Regions from separate parts of the Mus musculus genome. Here region 2 is linked to region 1. A link is a contact called in public Micro-C data. All regions are on one chromosome and are shown on one strand. Each heading gives the region's core, a stretch centred on a gene start, on an enhancer-like site or on the middle of the called end of the contact. The rest is flanking DNA. Distances are from core to core; before and after follow the strand shown.

Region 1 (5,527 bases), core at 1,475-3,974:
TGTGGCCCTCTCTACTCACTGATCAAAAATATTACAAAAGTCTAAACATCCTCTTGGCCAGTCTAGAAAATCTTTCTTTCGGAAAGATCTCTTCTTGTTATTTCACCTCAGCACAGGCTGGATGGCTGGAGCTGGCTGGAAGATAACCTTCAGATGAGCCTTTTTAGGAAAGCTTCAGGACCATGGATGGTCACGCTCATGTCTTGATGACGATAGCCACCGTATTCAGCATGACAGAGGCCTGATGGAAGGAGCAGACCCTTCAGTTCCAGAGGGGGAGGGGGGAGGGTTCTGACACATAGGTATTTAGTGGTGGAGGTGAGAGGAGAGAACTGTGAGTTGTCAGAAACACATGACTACAGAGTCGGGAACCTATAGACCATGGAGAAAACGCTTCCCTTAAAGCTACTGATTAGAAACAGTGTGTTTCAATCTATAGATTAACAGGGGAAAGGGCCACTCTGTAAGGAGAGCCTGCAATTGGGATGGCTGGGGAGGGCTTAGCCAGGCACACACTGTGGGTTTTCCTTCTTTGTTTACTAGGTTAGACAAGTGCTTCCTGCAAGCAGACCTCTCATCATGTACACTTCAGTGGCTAACAAATGACTCGCTGCAGACTGCATTCTTGAGTGTGACTAAATTACATACCACTTCCCATACATTTTGGGGTTTTCTCCTGCTGGGGATAAAAGAGTTCAAAAACCTCCTTCTCGGCCATCTAGTAAAGTTCGCCATGCCATTGTTAGATCACTTGATGAAGTCAAGTGTGCTGGTACTGCCTTGGATCCCAGCACTCAAAGGCAGAGGCCTGCAAGTGTCTGTGAGTTCAAAGGCAAGACTGGTCTACACAGTGAGCTCTGGGTCAGCTAGAAATGCCATGAGACCCTGTCTCAAAAACCAATCAGCTGGAGAAATGGCACAGCAATTATGAGTGCTTGCTACCCTTGCATAGGACCTGGGTTCAGTTCCCGGCACCTACATGGCTTATAGCCACCCAAAACCGCTGTTCCAGAAGTCCTCTTCTGGCCTCCGTGGGTACTGCATGCATGTAGTGCACAGGCATGTATGCTGGCAACACACACATGCACATGCACACACGCACGTGCACACACGCACGCACACACACACATATAAATAATCTCTTTTTTAATCTCCTGATGGAGGTGACCCACCTCCAGATTACCCACTAACAAGTGAATCCATCCCCATTTCTGCTCTGATGACACATGCTTTTGTGACTTCTGCATGCTGGCTAAAGCGGGTCTTCCATATGTCACAGGTCTGTGTGTCACCTCCCTCCATGTGGGGTGGTAGGAAAGAGGCAGCACTAGAACTTGGCGCTCAGAACACTAACCTCAACCCACTGCCTCACCCCCAAGTCAGTCACACTTCCTGTCTAAGACCGTGTTTCCTCGTCTATCAGTCACAACCCCGGGCTTGCCTGCTTCCTACCAATGCTGAGTTCAGATAGGACCACACATGCTGAAAGTCTCCAGGAATACAAAAGGTCCCTCCTTTGCTGTTATTTTATTTTGTGTGAGCGCATGTTACACATCGTGTGTGTGATGTTTGCACACATGTATGTTCAGGTATGCACACAGGTATGTGCATATGTGAGACTGGAGGAGGAGGAGGTCAGGTGCCTTGCACTATCAATCTCTCATTTATTCCTGTAAAACAGCCTCTCCCTGAATCTGGAGTCAGCCTGGTAGCTTGGAAGGACAGGAGCTTCTCACACTATGACACTGTGGAGGTGGAAACTGGCATCAGGGAGTTGAATTGAGTGCCCTGCCCTTCTCCTGAAGTACTGTAGTATCAGGCACATTCCACGCAGGGACTCCACACCACTTCAGTTGCTTGGTTCTGCTGCATACGACTGTGACAATGGTCAGGTGCCATCACAGCAAATGCCATCTCAGCATTGTGAAGATCCTGACAACATCAGCTTCCTGTAACGAAGAGATCCTCTTGTGACGGCGCTGTACAAAGTGGTCCTTGAGCCCTGAGTACACGCTATGCTGCTGTTAGAGTGGGAGGAGGATCACACGGCGGAAGCCATCTGTGCCGCTGCGGTTTTCGGTTTTGTCCTCTCCAGGTCACTCAGGGAACAAATAGTGACAAGGCTCTGTGGAGTTGGTGACAATACACACTGAGATAGTGAATGCTCACTGTCAGCTTGATCGGATTCCAGTCACCTAGGATACACACAGTCGTGGGGTGTCTTTGAAGACACTTCCACAGATGTTAAAGAGAGAGACTCACTCTGAACATGGGTAGCACTACTGTGTGGTTGAATAAAAGGAGGAGAAGGACAAAGCCCAATGAACACATCTCTCCCTGCTTCTTGCTCTGCCCTGTGGACAAGCAACCTCACTTTCTCACTGTGCTGCATGAGAGCTGCTCCTGTGGACACATCTTCCCATCCTTTGGCCCTTAAGTTTTCTTGTCAGGCATTTAGTCTTGGAGATGAGAGCAATAACTCAGGCTTCGTTATCGCAGAGGAAGACGCCACACACCAGTCAGCTGTGCCCCCTGCAGATAGTTCCATCCCAGGGGAACAGCAGCGGCCTGTGTGCATGGACACCCTGGGATAGGAAGTGCGTTATTGGTTGACTGGATACCTGACTAGCTAAGCATTTACCGCAGGCTGAGTTACAGATGCTTTCCCACCAGTCATCAACACAGCACTCCACATAGAGCCAAAACTCTGCAACAAGCAGAGCCGTGTGGGTGATTTTACCACCGCACCGCAGGACATCACACACACCCTTTCCTGGCACAAATAGCTTCTAGACTCCACATTTGTGAGTCACAAATGGTGTTTACACAGAATCTGTGTCTATAGGCATGCCATCGTTGTCAGTTCAGGAAACTGGCTCTCCCACAGCATGTCCCCTTAAAGGTTAGTTTAAGGCTATGGAAAGTCACCGAGGCCTCATTGCACCTATAGGAACTAATCCTCAATGCAGATTCAGCGTGACAAAAGGCTGGCTGTATAGACTCTACACAGTACAAAGCTCCGGCACAAAGAAGTGTCCACAGTACTTGGTAGAATTTGGTGGTCAGAGCATTGGGATTTCTCAAGTCTTCCCTCAGTGGAGATCGAACTTCAGATGCAACTGAGTGAAAGCAGCACATCAGATGGGCCAGAAGGAGACTTCACCTTCCCTCCTTGTCCAGCAGGTAGCCCAGGTTAGCCCCATTCATGTAGAATGTACTCAGCATGGGAAGAGGTCCTCCAGGACCTCTAGCTTCTTATTCACCAAAGCAAGTGCTTGCCATTCACTGTGTGTGTGTGTGTGTGTGTGTGTGTGTGTGTGTGTGCGCGTGTCTGTGTCTGTGTGTGTGTGTCTGTGTGTGTGTGTGTGAGAGAGAGAGAGAGAGAGAGACAGAGAGACAGAGAGACAGAAAGACAGAGACAGAGAGAGACAGGGAGACAGAGACAGAGAGAGACAGACAAAGAGATGCTAGATTTCTTCATTTTTCCTTCCCCTCTCTCCCTCTCTCCCTTCCTTTATTTCTTTCTCTCTCTTTTTTTTTCTTTTTCCAGTACTAGGGACTAAACCCAGGGCCTCACCTTGAGCATGCTAGAAAAAAAAAATCTACCATAGAACTGTATCCCCAACCCAGATAAACATTATTTTTACAATGCTCAGATGCTAAACTCAGGACCATCTGCATACCAGGACAGTTCTACCACTGAGCTACAGTTCTGGCCCTTGCTCTTGCTTGGTTGGTTGGAGGGTTGGTTGGTTGGTTGGTTGGTTGGTTGGTGGGTTGGTTGGTTGGTTGGCAGGTTTTATGGGGAATTGAGCCTTCATAAATTCTAGGCAAGGGGTTTGTTTTATTTTATAGAGGGAGAAAAAAAAACCTCCAAGCCTTGGGTGTTCTAGGCAAGCCCTCCAGCACTGATCCTATAATTTGATTTATAGAAGATGTACCCTAGAAGTATGAGGCATTCTGGGAGTCACTGAAGAACAGTACCCTCAGCCAGACAGTCCCCTCGTCTGTGCAAGGCATTCCTAGGAACAAATGACAGTTCTTTCTATGCTGCAGAAACCTATTCACTGAGTGAGCTAACAGAAATAAAGTAGGGGTCCATCAAAGCCTCGGTCAAACAGAATTGAGAGCTGTGAGTAAGATCTAGGGACAAGAACAGGTCAGACTCCGGAAGCCAGATAGAGGTGAAGAAAGCCCTTTTGCAATGTGGCCTGTGGTTGTTGTTGCTGTTGTTGTTTGTTTTGTTTTGTTTTGTTTTGCCGTTTAGGAAATCAAATTAACTCTGGTCAAACTCCCTAGCCATGTTACCATAAAGAGGAAAGGTGAGACATCTCAGCCTGTCGGGTCTCATCCTATAGTCCAACAATACCACAGAACAAGGGTGTAAGCTCAGCTTCCTCTCGGCCTCACGGAGATGTAGCCAACAGCGAAGAGAGAGAAGCAGGTTCTCATGGGCAGTCCTTCTCTACCCATCGTCATTTTACCCTGCAAACATTTTAGACAAGTGTATGCATTGCTCCAGATGAGTCCACAGACTCTAGATGCTTCTCTAGATGCTGCGCCTGAGTAAGGGATTCTTATGCAAGGATGTGAGTGTGCTTGCTCTCTGACAGTGCAGGGGCCAAAGCTCAACAGAACTTTGGTCCTGGCTTCATTCTAGCTCTCTTGATCCTTGGGGGAGCTCCAGAATGCAACCTGTACTGTAGAGTCATCCCCATTCATAGGCACAGACTGCTGGATCCTGAGTTCTAAAGGCCGGGGGTCAGGAGGGCAGTGGAAGACCACCAACAACCACTATGGTTGCTCTGCTGTTGGGACTAAATCTTTGGGGCTGCTCAAGATGGTGAGAGGCATGGCTCTCATCCCAGTGTTGACTTCACGAAGGGCATGGTGGCATAGCTGGAGCCCTCTCTGTTTCTTCACCTTCAGAATGGCAAGGAGGAACGGCAGGAAGGGACGGAATCATGCCCGTTTCCCACACTGTGAAAGTGGCAGTTTCACTAAGGGATGGAGCAGGAGAGAGCATCCCTAATGATCCCTAAGGTTGTTTCTCTTCACAGAGGAGATTAATCAAGGTGAATATACCCTCAAATGACCGCTGTACCGAGCATCCATCTTACTTCAGTTTCTCCAGAGACAAGTGCAAATGTAAGAAGACACGCAGTAAAGATGCCCTGAGGCTCACATTCTAACAAGGTGGCAAGGCTCTGTACTTCCACAAAGTGCTTTCCATGCAGGTTGCCTCAGGGAAGCCATGTAACCAGCCGACCTCATTTAACAGACTCTGACATCCAAGAGAATTAAAGGCAAAAGGCTAGGAAAAGCATCGTCGTGGAGGTTGTCCTTGAAGAACGCTGCAACCTCTATAGAGACCAACTTGGCAAAAATCTAACAAAAGTATAAATACATTTAATCTGTGACCACAAGGTGGCTATTCTAGAATTTACCCTGCAGGGATATATGCATGACGTGGTATCTACATGACTTGCTCTACAAGCCACCTTCCCTAAAGTAGGAATGAGTGAAA
Region 2 (5,527 bases), core at 1,276-3,775, 160 kb before region 1:
CTCAATGTACTGTTTAAAGTCTTTACTACACTTTATTCATTTGTTTGTTTGGTGTGTCTGTCTGTCTGTTTGTTAGTCTGTCTGTCTGCATGTGTCTGTGTAGGTGGGTGGGTGCTGACACCTGTGCCACAGCACCAGAGCGCATGTGTAAAGGTCAGAGGACAGATCTGGGAAGTCCTCGCTTCCCAAGCATGTGGGTCCTGGGGAACAAGTCAGAGTATCAGACTCGTCCACACTGAGCTATCTTATTGGCCCTATCATACTTACTTATTACACACATTCTCCAATGGAAACTAGGGTCCTTACCAGCAAGAGATTGTCTTAGTTACTGCCATAGCACAGAAACTTACCATGATCTCCCAAGATATGATCACAAGAGACAATTCTATTATTTTTCCTCAGATGTCCCAACTCCTATACCTTCAAAAACGCTAACCATTCTCGAAAATTGTAAAAATTAAAGCTATACCAAAAGATTTTTGAAGAGGATGGAGACAATTTCATTTGTATTAAATATAGAGACCCCAAATGAAATCTTTGTCTCTTTAAACTTATTTAGTCATGACCCACTTATCTGAATACAAGGTAGGAAAATATCATGATATGCTAATTGTTACCAAATACGCAGACGTGGAGAATGTTATAGTTTGTTGGAGCTTGAAGGAATGTGTCTCTACAGTACAAGGGGCTTCAGGCTTTCTATGCCCAGCCTTAGAACCATCACAGAGCTGGTAAGACGGGATAGATTTGGCAAGGATGCCCCTATGCTCCTGTCCCTGCTATCTCCAGCCCAGCTTTGAAAGCCTGTACTTTCTGCATATGCTCTGTCCCTGTGAGGCCGCAGTCTGCAGTAACAGTGACTAGCATCTTGCCCTTCCTACACCTCTCTACTCTGGGATACACCAGCTGTCACTCTCTAAGGCTGATGTAAACTTGCTACATCTGTTTCCAAGCTGGCTACAGTGTGTTTTCTCTGACCCCTCTCTCTTTACTAGGTTGTTGCTGTCACTTGCTGGATTTACTAAAGATACTAAGAATCATGTATCACCTCGAAACAAAAACAAACCCTAACACTAGCAACAGAACCCAGGAAAGAAGGACCTCAAGAAGACCTACAGGAACTGGCCTCTTCAGTCCCGTGTGCTTCTAAGTCGACTAAGCCACCAGGCCCTAGGATTTTCCAAGGACTGTGGAAATGATTGCACAGGGCAGAGATGGCTTTGGCTCCCTCCAAAGCCTGCTGTCAACTAAGTGAGAGGAACATAAGTGGAGACATTCTCACAGAGGACACCAATGTCCTCAGAACTGAAAAAATCGCCCCCATAACATGACACATTATTATGGCATGTGGCTTCAAAAATGTTCACAAATTTTATTTAATTCTCAAAATTGAGCTAATTAAAATTTGATCTCCCGGGCTGGTGAGATGGCTCAGTGGGTAAGAGCACCTGACTGCTCTTCCGAAGGTCCGGAGTTCAAGTCCCAGCAACCACATGGTGGCTCACAACCACCCATAATTAGATCTGATGCCCTCTTCTGGTGCGTCTCAAGACAGCTACAGTGTACTTACATATAATAAATAAATAAATCTTTAAAAAAAAATTGATCTCCCTCCCTCTGCTCAAATAAAGCTGTAGCTTGAGCAACAGCGGCTTATGTGGACCAAGAAATAGGTCCAAGGAAAGATCCTGAAACAGACATTCAAATGGTGAGTTTTTAATTTGAAGCATTTAGAGTGCTGGTTTCTACCAGACCCCAGATGCCAGGAGTCTGTATGTAGCTTTTGCCTCCTTTCTTCCACATACCCTCTCCAGAGTGGGCCCTTGCAGGCAGTTAGAGATCATATTCCCTGGAGACCCAGAGCATCTCTCAAAGAGCAGTGAAAAGACATCTGTGGGAAATGAGTCATCTTGGTAGCTGTGGGGAGGATGGGTGCACCTTGGTCTGTAACTGGGTAGGCACCAGTACACCTCACCAGCCGTCTCCTGTTAGGGCGTTCTGATGGCCCTTGGGCCAGTGACCACTTTGCAGTTTAAAGCAGACCCCAGCTCTCCACCACTCAGTCCTCTCTTCCTCCTTCAGCTCCTCCCAGCAGAAAAGATTCTTTGACTGCTCACTAAATCTTACGCTAAGGATTTCAGGCCTTCTACTCAAATGTTTAAGTTGCTCCAACTTTTCTTAAGGGCTGGGTACTCCAGTGTTAAAAGACCCAACAGAATCCTTCCTCTTTCCCTACTTCCAACTCCCTATCACTGAAAGGCCATTAACTTAAGAATATATGAATTCTCTGACTTGGGTTTTTCCCCCCTGGAAGAGCTCCTGGAGGAGCTCATGATAAGTGGTGTCTGTCTGTCTGTCTATCGTCTGTGGTGTGTGTGGGAGTGTCTGTCTGTGGTAAGTTTGTGGGGGGGGGAGTGTCTGTCTATAGTGTGTATGGTGTGTCTGTATAGTGTGTGTGTGGGGGGGTGTCTGGTGTGTGTGTCTGGTGTGTGTGTCTGGTGTGTGTGTGTGTGTGTGTGTGTGTGTGTGTGTGTTTGTGTGTGTGTGTGTGTGTGTAGAAGCAAAACTGTATCCAGCTCCAATCGCCCGGTTCTTGGCTCCTTGGTGCCCTGGCTGCCCTGGCTGCGTTGCGGGCTGGGGAGTGACTGCAGCCCGCGCGTCCCCACCCCCGCGCCCCGCGCCCGCCCGCGCAGCGTGACTGGCGGCCGCCGCAGCGAGCTCCGGAGGCGCGGGCCGAGCGCGCAGAGCCGGGAGGCGGCGGCTGGTGGCGTCGGCCGCGTGGTCCTCCTCCGCGCCCCTCCCCTGGCGCTCGCGCTGCCTGCGCCCGGGAAGCCGCTGCTGCTCGCTGCTGGCTGGCGCGGGGACCGGCGCGGACGCGGGGGCGACGGGAGCGCGGACTGCACAGCTGCCCGGGAGTCGCTGAGGGGACCCCGGCCTGAGCGCATCCAAGTGAGGGCTGCGCCCCGCCAGCCCCAACCTCGGGAGCTTCCCCTCCTGCTCCCCACTGCACGCGCGCCGTACAGCCATGAACACCAACGACGCCAAGGAGTACCTGGCCCGGAGGGACATTCCTCAGCTTTTCGAGGTAAGAGGCTGGGGTGGCCAAAGGATCCCCAGCGAATGTCCCGAGGGCCAGTGCCCGGCTGCACCTTCCGGTGTAGGGTCCCTAATGAAGGCGCTCACAGAGGCTCGCCGTTCCCTTCGCCCCAGACAAGTCGCCTTGTGCGCTCGGGTCGCTCGGGTCCTTTTCAAATGCAGGCTTCGAAACCCGTATCTTGGGATCAAGTTTCCCTCTTCAAGCTGGGTACTGGATGCAGGCTGTCCCCAGAGTATCCCTCCGAGATGGGCACCCAGAATGGACAGCAGATCGTGGCCTGGCAGCACTCTCTGGGACTGAGGGTCAAGCCAGGTGAGACCAGTGTCGCCCACACGGAGGCAGGACAGGAAACTGAAGGTTCCAGAGTCCTAAACATTCCAGGCGCCAAGCGTTGGGACCCCTTGCAGGGGAGGGAAAGCGTGGACGAAGCGACTCTCCCGGGGGGGACGGCTTGAGGAGAAGGATGAAGATGGAGAGGGAGAAAAAAAACCCACACACGCATATATACACACAGCCCAGCCGATCCAGTGCAGCGCTATCTCCTGGGTCCCTGAAGCTCTAAGCGGCCAGTCAATGAACTCCCGAGCGCGTTTGCTGGTTGCTTGAAAGGTCCTCCCAGCCTCCAGCGCCAGCCCTCGCGCCCACCTACACAGACTGGGTTCGACTGGGAGCGGCCAGACAGGCGTGACTCCTGTTGCTGGCCTCTGCTGGGCTTAGCAGCAGCATCCAGCATCCGCACCAGGGACAGGGGATAGGAATGTGAGGAAGGAGGCTTGAGGAATGAGCTAAAGGTACCTGCTTCCCAGAGAGAAGTCCTGCTTCCTATTATTCTCTCCACATTCCGTCTTAAAACACCCTAAATCCGAAGCGCTTTTGCTTAGGTTATAAAACAAAATAAAAATTAAAAAAAAAAAAAAGGACGGCACCAATCCAAGCCTCATAGGATGAGCCTTAAAAATTTTGGCCTCCAATTCTGAAGGAAATGGAAGAGTAATATTATAAACCAAAGGCCACACATTGTTCTTTTTCCTGTTTAGGGGATTTTTTTCTGTTAGAAGGAAAGTGCAGTGCTTAAGACAATAATTTTTGCAATACCCCCAAACTATGTTTATTTAACCCAGGATACCATAATTACAGTGCTTGGACAGCTTTTTTTGCTGTTTTTGTAAATGTGGAAATGAAGAGCTGAAATATTTTTTTAAATTATAAATGTTAAGACCAAAACCGATTTTATTTCTATGCTTCTAAAAGAATGATAGATACACGCCTGGCGGAGTCTCCTGACATTTCTCTTCCGTGGTGCCAGGTAATGTACAGGGAGCCAGGGTGGTCTGCTCACAGAACTCTGTATGGAGTGTGCTAATGAGCCCTGGTAGGTAGCTGCTTAGGCTTCAAGCTTCCCGTTGGCTTTTCTGCATATGAATGGAATGTCCCCAAATACTGCACACACTCAAAAGGACGTCAGCTTGCTTACCTGAGAGGCACTAAACGCTGTATACTGAGACTCAGTTCAGGACAGCAAAGAGCTGGAGAAGACTATAGAGACTTCTAGGTTCCATTTGAACAGTGAGACCGATTCACTGCACAGCTTAGAGGGAAGCAGGACCTGATTGTCCATGTGACGAGTACAGACCACAAAAATCCAACACCTCAGATTTCTAAAATGGATTTTCTGTGCCAGAATCCACACTGTTCTAAGTTTAACCAGGTGCCTTCCAAAACCCCAGATGGTTGCAGATAGATAGTACATGCCATTACAGATCACAGTAACAGGTGGCTGATGCAATGTATCACCACCAAAGCCTAGAATATAATGGAACTTTTCAGATCTCTTTGGGTGGTACAGAGTATCTGCTAGGTTTGTGGTTGAAAAGTACTCCCGCTTTAAAAATAAATTAAAAACAAAACACAACAGAACGTTTGCAGCTGGTTCTGCTGTGTTCCTAATTCGCCTTTGTAATATAACTATTGGTCTCTGACCTTAGATCAGAGGTTGGCAATTAGTTGAATGCTATCAAAAGTCTAACTAGATTATTTACATATTCAGAGGGTTAACTCAGAGACTAAGCAATAGCACCAGTAGACTACCTATATTCAGTCCTGGGCTGCTGCTGGCACTTAGGAAAAAGGACTTAAGTTACCAGTGAAAGACTGAAGCTCACTGTTACCGATTTAAGAATCAGTGCCCTTTGGGGAGCTAGTTTTGTTTAGGAAAACTTGAAATGTCTGTCTCCCAGTTGGAAAACTTGCCTTGCGTATACCCACCCAACTTAAGCCTTTAGGAAAAGACAAAATTAACAGGCCTGGATTTTAAGTATTAATATTGTGGCTGGGTTATATATGGGGTTGAGAGAATCTGGTATTTTGATTTACCCCATTCCATGTTTTTATAAAATATACAAAGAAGGTTTTATGAGAAGCTGGCTCGGA

Evidence for each region. A called contact is a pair of places that touch in the nucleus more often than the background predicts.
Region 2: a contact with region 1 is called in a Micro-C map of embryonic fibroblasts, with 6 times the contacts expected there. The contact joins the promoter of Ak5 here to the enhancer-like site in region 1. A contact is called at or near these places in 14 of 39 promoter capture datasets (HPC-7-derived erythroid cells, cancer-associated fibroblasts, cranial neural crest and 10 more), 3 of 484 Hi-C or Micro-C datasets (cerebral cortex, embryonic fibroblasts and embryonic stem cells), 6 of 115 datasets of contacts at active chromatin or transcription factors (the NIH/3T3 cell line, craniofacial prominence, embryonic forebrain and 3 more) and 3 of 9 other capture datasets (adipose tissue, liver and pancreatic islet).

The regions. Positions count from the first base shown.
Region 1 is chr3:152,505,303-152,510,829 of GRCm38.p6, reverse strand. All of the region lies in intron 8 of Ak5 (adenylate kinase 5), which reads left to right. Among named protein-coding and RNA genes, the nearest start is that of 3110067G11Rik, 18 kb to the right of the region's middle. Within about 2 kb of position 2,724, at least 37 of the 459 cell types and tissues checked have an H3K27ac peak or open chromatin away from gene starts, as enhancers often do. A contact at or near this core is called in the NIH/3T3 cell line and embryonic fibroblasts, where this site is marked.
Region 2 is chr3:152,665,358-152,670,884 of GRCm38.p6, reverse strand. It overlaps Ak5 (adenylate kinase 5), which reads left to right and starts at 2,525. Exons shown (of 14, transcript NM_001081277.2): 1 at 2,525-3,085. The coding sequence starts at 3,026. It overlaps AI115009 (expressed sequence AI115009), which reads right to left and starts at 3,972. Exons shown (of 4, transcript NR_040386.1): 1 at 3,053-3,972.